2 separate regions of the Sus scrofa genome follow, and region 1 is linked to region 2. Evidence: chromatin contacts called from public Hi-C data. All regions are on one chromosome and are shown on one strand. The core of a region is the stretch at or near the end of the contact, and the rest is flanking DNA. Distances in the headings are between cores, read along the strand shown. Region 1 holds the start of LOC100620521. Region 2 holds the start of BUB3 (mitotic checkpoint protein BUB3).

What was found. Hi-C and Micro-C count contacts between places; a contact is called where the count stands out from the background.
Region 1: a Hi-C map of heart right ventricle shows a contact between it and region 2, with 2.2 times the contacts expected there. The contact joins the promoter of LOC100620521 here to the promoter of BUB3 in region 2. A contact is called at or near these places in 1 of 47 Hi-C or Micro-C datasets (heart right ventricle) and 1 of 2 datasets of contacts at active chromatin or transcription factors (alveolar macrophages).

The regions. Positions count from the first base shown.
Region 1 is chr14:132,480,119-132,484,560 of Sscrofa11.1, reverse strand. It overlaps LOC100620521, which reads right to left and starts at 2,887. Exons shown (of 6, transcript XM_003483570.4): 1 at 1,222-2,887; 2 at 320-523. The coding sequence starts at 1,385.
Region 2 is chr14:132,701,353-132,705,817 of Sscrofa11.1, reverse strand. BUB3 (mitotic checkpoint protein BUB3) reads right to left here and starts at 2,730. Exons shown (of 8, transcript XM_005671519.3): 1 at 2,536-2,730; 2 at 1,899-2,093; 3 at 1,080-1,149. The coding sequence starts at 2,093.

The DNA.
Region 1 (4,442 bases), core at 1,638-4,137, 220 kb after region 2:
GGAAAACAGAACCTTGTGAGTTAAGGAAAAGGGGCAAGAGAGACTTAGCAGAACTTCATTCGGGTAAAACGCTTCCACTAACTAACCAGGACCTTCCACCAATTTCTTTCTCTCCCTTAGCTCTCAACTTCCACCTTGACAAAAACGACTAGGCTGATTTAGATTGTCTTTAAGATCCCCCCCATGCCTGCCGGTGTGTTTTTCTCTTCTCTTCCCTAGTGTCTGGCACCAATGTCACAAAATCAATACACATCACAAAAGCTCCAGAAAGCCAAAACACCACTTCCGAAGAACACGGGGACGTGCACACGTCACACACCTGTTATCCAGAACGTTACAAACACTCTTGCCCCTGCTGGTGCCACAGTACTCCTCTCCTAAGTACACCTCCATATTTCGTGCTGAACTTAAGACGCCAACAGAAACCATTTCTTCACCTCCACGAGGGTCACATCTCACGTGAAGGAAGCAGGGGTTTTCACCCTGGCGGTGCAAGCTCCTTTTCAAAATCACCAGATCCTGGCTGAAAACAAAATGAGGACAGCAGACTTTACCGTCAAGTTCCCTGAACAATGCTCTCAACCCACGGACTGGGCCACAGGGCTTACTGTCTCCAGTTCCCTTTACAGGTGCATTTGCAGCCCAAGGGACAAGCGCTCAGTGCAGAATGTGTAAGGAAATGACGCCTTAGCCGCCAGGGCGCTCCACTCTCCCTGCCTCTTGATCTCTCCCTTCTAAGCGACTCTCTGTAACCGCCTGTCCAGCGGCGGAAATGTATTTACGGGGCATCCACCGTGAGTGAATCAACAATTTGGAAGAGGGAGGGGGGGGAGGCACAGAATGGGACAATGGACAGAAGGGTGCCATTTTCAAAACGAAGCTGGCGGAGGTGTTCCTCAGTTGGTTTTGTTTTGTTTTCTTGCTATCGTGGTCGCCAGGAGGTGTCGGTGCGTTTCGGGAGAGAGAGGCGGTTCCGATTCTGACAAGGGGCCTCAGGAGAGGACCTGGCCGCCACCAGGGGATGTGTGCCAAACGCCCACTGGCCTGGTCACCCGCCCCGTCCTCCCGCCGCGCCGGCCCTGCCCCCTCGCCCTCGCGCCGCCCAGACCCGTCACCAGCTCGGCTCCCAGACCCCGGCCCAGACCCTCCGCCCTCCCGGCTCCCCAGCCAGGAGCGTGGCTGTCACGCAGCGCAGCCCCCGCCCCCGCCCGCGCGGCGCACCCCGTGGCAGGCGGCGCCAGCAGCTGCTCCCAGTCGGCGTCCCGGGCGCCGAGACCCGCCCGGGCGAGACGGAGGCTCTGGGCCAGGGCTCCGCAGGCGGCATCCCAGGAAGACGCCAACGTCGGGCGGCGGGTCAGCGGCGCGTCCACGGCCCCGGTCTCCATTCGGCCGCCTCCAGCCCCGAGCAGCCCCGGAACCTCCCTTCCAGTGCCCGAGTTTCCGCTTGACAGAGGGACGGTGGAGGAGCCACTTCCGACTGGTCTGGCTCCAAACCTGCGAGCCGCGGCTTCCCGCCGGGTCGGGAGACCAGCTCCTGGAGACACGCATGCGCGTACCGCCGGCTTCGGCCGCCGGGTTCAAAAGCTGCGCGAGGACGGGCTCAAGGCGGGAGCATGCGCATTGACGGCACCTCCGCCGGTACTGCGCGCAGGCGCGATGTGGCGCGCGGGAGCGGGGAGGTTTTTCGCCGTTGACCCCTGAGAAATAGGTGGTGCGGGTGTCGGTTGCTGGGGTGACCGACAGAGTTGGTCCAACGAGGGGAGTCCGTCGTGAGATAGGTGTGGAGTCGTCGCCCTCGCGACCCGAGGGACCTGCTCCATCCTCGCGCTCTCAAGGGTGGACCCCGGGCTTTCCGCGGCCGGCGGTGGCGGGCAGTGTGTGGGGAAAAGCTTTGGGGCCCAGCGAGGTCACGTGCTCAGCCGGCCCCGGCCCACCTCGGCCCGGTGTCAGGACCGCGCGGCCGGGGCGGTGGGAGGTGGAGGAAGACCCGGCTGGAAGGGGCTCGCCCCGCAGGTCTGCACTGCAGGCTCCAGGAAGAGCGGCCTCGGGTCTGCGCTGAAGGAGAATCCGAGCTGGACCCGAGGGACCTTTACAGCTTTGGGCGGCAAAGTGGGAGCAGGTGGAACCTTGCTCGGAAATAGAAGGCAGATGGTCCTTCTCGACCTCTGTCAACCCCACCTAGTGAATAAAAAGTGGAAATTTGATTAAAATAAAATTTTATGGTTAGCATTGTGGAAATTTGTACTGTCACTCAGGTATTTTTGTTGCTATTCTCTATAGAAAGTAGAAATCTTACTCTGCCTCAGGTTAATTTTTTTCTTCGTACTCTTCTGGACAAAATAATTTTTCTATTCTTTTTCTTTTCACTTGAGTTATATTAGGATATTAATGAAAATACAATGCTCTTTTGCTTTTTTTTTTTTTTTTACTTGTGCTAGAAAAAGTAGGAATGTATTTTTCTGTAAGTAATTAGCCAGGGTGTTTGTTAGATGGACTTAGCAAAATTGAAAGCTAAATCCTGCCACAGATCTGATAGGTGTAGAATTCATAAACTTAAAAGTCTCTAAGTGTAAGTGTGCTTGTTTTAATGATTGCAAAGATTAGTACACTAGACAGATTCTAAATTATCTGCAGCAGTGTATTTGTCATGTATGTCCTGCCTCTTGCAGTCCTAAGTTCACTTTGATCCGTGTTAAACTCTTTGGGCAGTCCAGGAAAACTGGGTTGTCTTGGGAGATACCAGCCTGCAGTGTAATGAGCAAGATCAGTATTATCAGCTGGATGTTGAGGTCCTTAAATAAAGCTGAAAGACTCTGTGTCAGAAAATTAAAGACTTCTGTGGTCCCCTCTTTGTTTTATTCCCAAATAGCCAATATATCATTGTCTTTTTTTTAATTAAAAAATTTTTTTTTTTTAATTTTTTAGGGCTGCACCTGTGGCATACGGAGGTTCCCAGGCTAGGATCCCAATAGGAGCTGTAGCTGCCAGCCTATGCCACAGCCACAGCAACACGGGATCCTTAACCCTCTAAGTGAGGCTGGGGATCAAACTCAAAACCTCTGGGTTCATATTTGGATTCTTTTCTGCTGTGCCATGATGGGAACCCCAACACATACATCACTATGTCTTGATTCCTACCTCATTACTCTGTTTTTTTAAAGATAGATTTACTCTTTTTCATTATCTCTACCTTTTGTCTTCACACCCAAATAATTCTAGTATTTACTGGTCTTTAGCCTTCGTTTTCTTTACCTCCATTTCATCCTCCGAATTGCCCTCTGATCCTTCTAGCATTTGCTGCTCCTGACTGAATCACCTTTACGCATTAGCATGGCATACAAAGTCTTTTGTACTCTTACTCCTGCCTGCCTCCTAGGCTCCTCTACCTTTGCATGTGCTTTCCCTCTGTCTACAATGCTTTTTATTTTGGATAGCAGAGAAAATTCTGTTTATCATTCGAAAGCAAGTTCACTGTGCTGAAGTTTTAATCACTAATTCCTCTGAGCTACACTTTTTTAGGTAATATAATTCTCCTGTGTGTGGTTTTGTTTTTTTGTTTGTTTGTTTTTGTTTTGTTTTGTTTTTGGCTTTTTACGGCCGCACTTGGGGCCTATGGAGGTTCCCAGGCTAGGGGTCGAATCGGAGCTGTAGCCACTGGCCTACGCCACAGCCACAACAATGGCAGATCTGAGCTGTGTCTGCTGCTATACCACAGCTCACAGCAGTGCCAGATACTTAAGCCACTGAGTGAGGCAGGGATCAATCCTGCATCCTCAAGGATCCTAGTCAGATTCGTTTCTGCTGAGCCACGATGGGAACTCCTTTCCCGTGGTTTGGGACTTTATAAAATAATTCTCACATCTGTGTTTTCAGTACAATTACTGAAATTATGAATTATTTTACACTTGGTAGAGGTTTTGTGAATAAGGGTTTTTTTTTTTTTTTTTTTGTATGGAATTGATAGGGGTAGGAATAGAAGTTTTTTTGAGAATTTTAATGTACCATATTACTCTTGTCATGAATTGTAAGTGTTCTCTTTTTTTTTTACTTGAAATAAAAAAGAATATTTTTGTAACCTTTCCACCAGTATCACAGTGTGATTTATTGACTTGCTTATTTTAAAGAGCAGTTTATTTATAGTGGGAATTACATAACCACCTAATCATAATTTATATATAGCACAGTAGTTCTCACACACTTTGATCATAGGACCCTTTACCCTTTTAAGATGTTGCCTACTCCAAAGAGCTTTTGTTTCTGTGGGTTTATGTTTACTGATTTAAAAAAATCAACACGTCCGTTTTCAACTCTGACATCAACAGCTTGGAATTCCTCACAGTTCTCCTTACTACAAGAAAAAAGCTGAACAGACTGGAAACCAGTGACTTAAAAGGTCCATCAGATAATTAAGGTCATAAGATGAACAGCCACACTGAAGACTC
Region 2 (4,465 bases), core at 1,481-3,980:
GAACTTCCATATGCCAGAAGTACAGCCCTAAAAAGCAAAAAATTAAATTAAAAATAAAAATATATCATCTAAACTAGAAAATTATTTCATGAAGTTCAGCAATGACCTTCTGAGAATAAACAGCTAACTCCCTTAATTATGGTCTCTAGCATCAAAAATCTGGGTTTGGTTTTCAGTGCTTTTTTTCCTCCCAAGTTTTCAAATAAGACCTGAACCTGCAAGCTAACTTACTATGTAGAATAAGCTGCTAGCAAACAAAACCAAACACCTGCAGTTATAGTACATGACAAAATGGCTTTCATATAAAAGCCTCTTGTGATTAGGTTTTGTTTGGACAAGATATTGTGCCCATCCTCCCACTGTCCAATTCATCCTCATTAAGTCATACCTCGTGGCCTGCCTTGTCCTTCAAGTACATCTATGTCTAATGTGTGCATATACCCCCCCACACACACACAACTCTTAACTAAAAAGCTCTGTATATTTGGGTTCCATTCCAAGCTCTATTCTGCTCCAAAGTCAACATAAAAATGTGGGTATTTCACATCTCTAAGAAAGAGTTTCATCTTGTCATTCATTCAATAAACGCAACTGAAGCATATTCTATGCTAAAACAATCACATAAGCTGGGTTAATATGGTACCTGACAGTTTGGCTATTTTAAAATGTTAGATTTTTAAAAACCTATCTTCCTTCAGTGTAAACTAAATTAGCTTCTGAAAAGAGAACTCTGAAACATCAGTACTGTCCTACAGTAAGAAAATCCTATGGAAAGGTAGACCATTGCAGGATCCAATCCACTTCTGAGGACAAGAAAAGGTCAAATACTTAAGTGCCACTTCACGTACACACTTCGGATGGAGATCATGAGTTTTACTGATAAAATACATGCATAATATTTTGTGATCATAACAGTGATTTAAACAAAAAGTCCTAAATTCAAGTCACTACTACTTGTATCTAAGCTACTTAGGAATTAAGCAACTCAGGAACTACTTTTCTTAAATAAACATTTATAAGCAAGCAAAGTAAGCACTAATCAAGAAAACAATAAACTGATAAAAATGTGGCTACGTTACCTTGATCGGTATTCAAATCATGCATTTTTAATTGATGGTCTAATCCCCCACTCCAGGCATGCGTTGGATCCTACAAGATAAAGTTTCAAATCATTCAAAACTTACAAAGCTATTATTATTTTTTTTGGGCCACACCAGCAGCATGTGTAAATTACCAGGCAGTGGATGGAACCCAAGCCACAGGAGCAATTGGAGGGGCTGGAGTGACAATGCCAGATCCTTAACCTGCTGTGCCACAAGGGAACTCGTAAAACTTACAGCACTTCAAAAAGTGTTTTTAAATTCCTGTTTCTACAGCCAACTATTTCCTTTACATTCAAGATGTACAACAAGCTCAACATTAATTGCAGACAGAAAAAAAAGTTCAAAAAATAGAACAAATAAGTGTTCTACACCCTATGTCATCAAATTAAGAAAGAACTGTTCACCGCAGTGACCGAGAATAAACAAGCATTCCTAGTAGTTACTAAAAAGCCTTCCCTTTAATAAGTCAGCCAAATTTTACTGTCTTCTTTTGAGTTTCAAATTCATTATGCCCAGAAAGTTTGCAGAGGTACTCCATTAGAAGCAAAGGGGAGAACGAGTTTCCGACATTTGCACGTCCCCAGCGCCAAAAAAAAAAAAAAAAAAAGAAAAGAAAGAAAAGAGAACCAAAAAAACAGTACCTGGGGCAGATGTGTGTTCGGGCAGAGGGAGTGGAGTTAGTGAAGCTGTACAAATAACTCCAACGACAAAAGCCCCTGCTCAACACTGGAAAAGGGACGCTATTAACAAAGGAATCTCATAACATAAAAAGGGGGCAGGAGCGGAGACACCTACGTAGAAGGCGCAGTCCAGGACGGCGCCCGTGTGCTGGTACTTGAGCCGCATGGAGTTGGCCGGCACATCATAGAGGCGCACGGATGTGTCCCAGGAAGAAACCAACAGGAACTGGGAGGTGTTGGGGCTGAATTTCACCGAGGAGATGCCGTCCTCGGGTGGCTGGTTCAGCTTGAACTCGTTAGAACCGGTCATCTACGGAAAAAGCGCTCAGTGAGAGTCCCCAAGAATTCGGGGCCGGGGGGCCGCACTGGCTGAAGGCCCGGTCGCGGGGGCGGGGGGAGCAGGGGGCGGGACCTGGGGAAGGCCGGCGACACCGCCTCTGCGCCTGCGCTCGGCCGGCCCGCCAGCCAGGGTCGGGCCTCACCGCCACCCACTGCCGCCCCTCTAACGCGCCCCTCTTAAGCTCACGCCACTGCACCCCAAACTCTAGCCTTCGGTCTGGCCCGCCGCGCCCCTCCCCGCCGCGGGCTCCCGCACGCCCGCCTCTCCAACAAGGCCTGCCGCCCCGAATGCTCCTACAATAAAGGAAGAGCTATACAAGCGAAACCGGTTCCCAGAGGACGGCTCCGCCAGCCCTAGGCCCCAGGAGTTTCCGGGGAGTTCACTTCTGCGCCCGGCTACCATTTCCCGCTACCTTGGGCTCCCTTCAGAAGCAACTTCGCCGCCGCTCGACACCGCGCGCCACCGCCGCCGCCGCCGAGCTTCCCTCGCCGCACTCGCGGGCCGGGCGAAGGAGGCGGAGTAGCTGCTCCAGCCTATGCCTGCCATTGGCTGATTTCAAACGCCAACGCCTCACTCTAGGCCGCCGATAGGTCCGCCGGAAGGCGGGAGTAGGTCAACCCAGTCAACCTCTTCCGGCTCAAAGGCGAACCACGGACTTTCCGATCACGTGATCTCGTTTCACCACTAGGCTGAAACAGCCACGCCGGTCCTGGACAAGTGAAAACTACAATTCCCAAAGAGCATCGCGCCAAGGCAGCGCTCACGCCCTCTCCTGTCCTTATGTGCACGCTGGGAAATGTAGTCTCCTCGGGGGCCCACGCCCTAGTAGTCTCCTGAATAGCAAGCGGGAAAGATGCTTTTTCTAGTTTGACTCTTGGCGCCCTCTCCACCTCAGTTAATTTCTCACGCGCAATAACCCCGTTTTGGTCAGTACTTTTATAGAGCTAAATTAGTCTCCCTTCCACTGGACGTACATATATGCCCATGAAGTGAACCAAAAATTGGAATGGGGAAATATTTGCTCTAATCAATTGCGTATTTTCCCTACTTTTTTCTCCTGGAATTTCCACCTATGAACCAGGGTCTCACATTTACCACTGTCGTAAGATCTGCTGACTTCAGAGAAACTCATCCTTATTTATACTCTTCTTTGTCTCTTCATTCCATCTTTCTGCAAACATTAATTGAGCACCCAGTGTGTGCCAGGCCTGGTGAGAGATTGGAAATGTGCATTAATCAGACCATTGTTTGTTCAAGGAACTCTGTCCAGGAGGTTGAACAGACTGGGGAACAAACACTCACAATGTATTAAAGCGCAAAAGCTTCTTTTAGACATATGTTCAAGTAGGGTCCTGAAATGATAGCTACAAGCTTCTCCCCATCCACCCCCCACCCCAACAACTCCCTAAACTTCCAGGTTAGGTTTGCTCTATTTTCTGTTTCTAGAATCTTCCAGAAAGAGAAGAATCAAGAAGGTTGCTTCTGTATTAAGAAATAATTTGGCCTCCCTGAAAGAAATGCAATACTTAATTTATAACTAGAAGCTGCGACTTACTCTTGAATATCAAAGGCTCACTGAAATTTTTCAATTTAATCCATGCTATAAGGTCTTTTTCACTATTTTACTATGTGATTTCGTATGAAGTGGGAGGAAATTGTTGAGCTTAAGGTGTTTACTTTCTAAGGTACCTTGGTAGAGAAAAAAGTGTTGTTGGTCCTTAAACCATTCAAATACACAGACTCAGGTGCACTTCTCTTTATGAGTCTTGACACGGTCAACACACAACAACCACCCTTCTGCCCAGTGTATTGATGATATTCCAGCCAAAAGGACAGATCTTTGCCCTCCCTCCTCACCAGTCCTCATGCTTGGTTCTCTTTCAACAACTTAATGGCTAGGTTAAGAATTTTAAAGTGCAGTGCCTTGCCTCCACTCTAATTTTGGTTAAATAATTTTATCTCCAAATAATTTTATTTGGTTCCCTCTCCCAGTTGTTTATTTAATTCTACTAGTGTTTCGAGATTCTGAGCATGAATTATCCGCTAATAAAATCTAAGTGTATTTCATTATCCAGTGTGTGTATGATTCAGGTCCCTCTGGGCATGCAGTTGCAGCCGGACTCGATTTGAGTTTTAAGAAACGTCAATCTTTTAAATCCAGTTTAGACCCTGAAAGGAGGCTGATGATTTTGCTGATTATTCAAATGAATTGATAGTCCTGAGATAGGAAATCTGGCCACAATGGAGTCTTAAACATCATTTTAAATCCAAATGCAAAGCCGTGTGTGTGTGTGTGTGTGTGTGTGTGTGTGTGTGTGTGTGTGTGTACTTAGTTACCTATA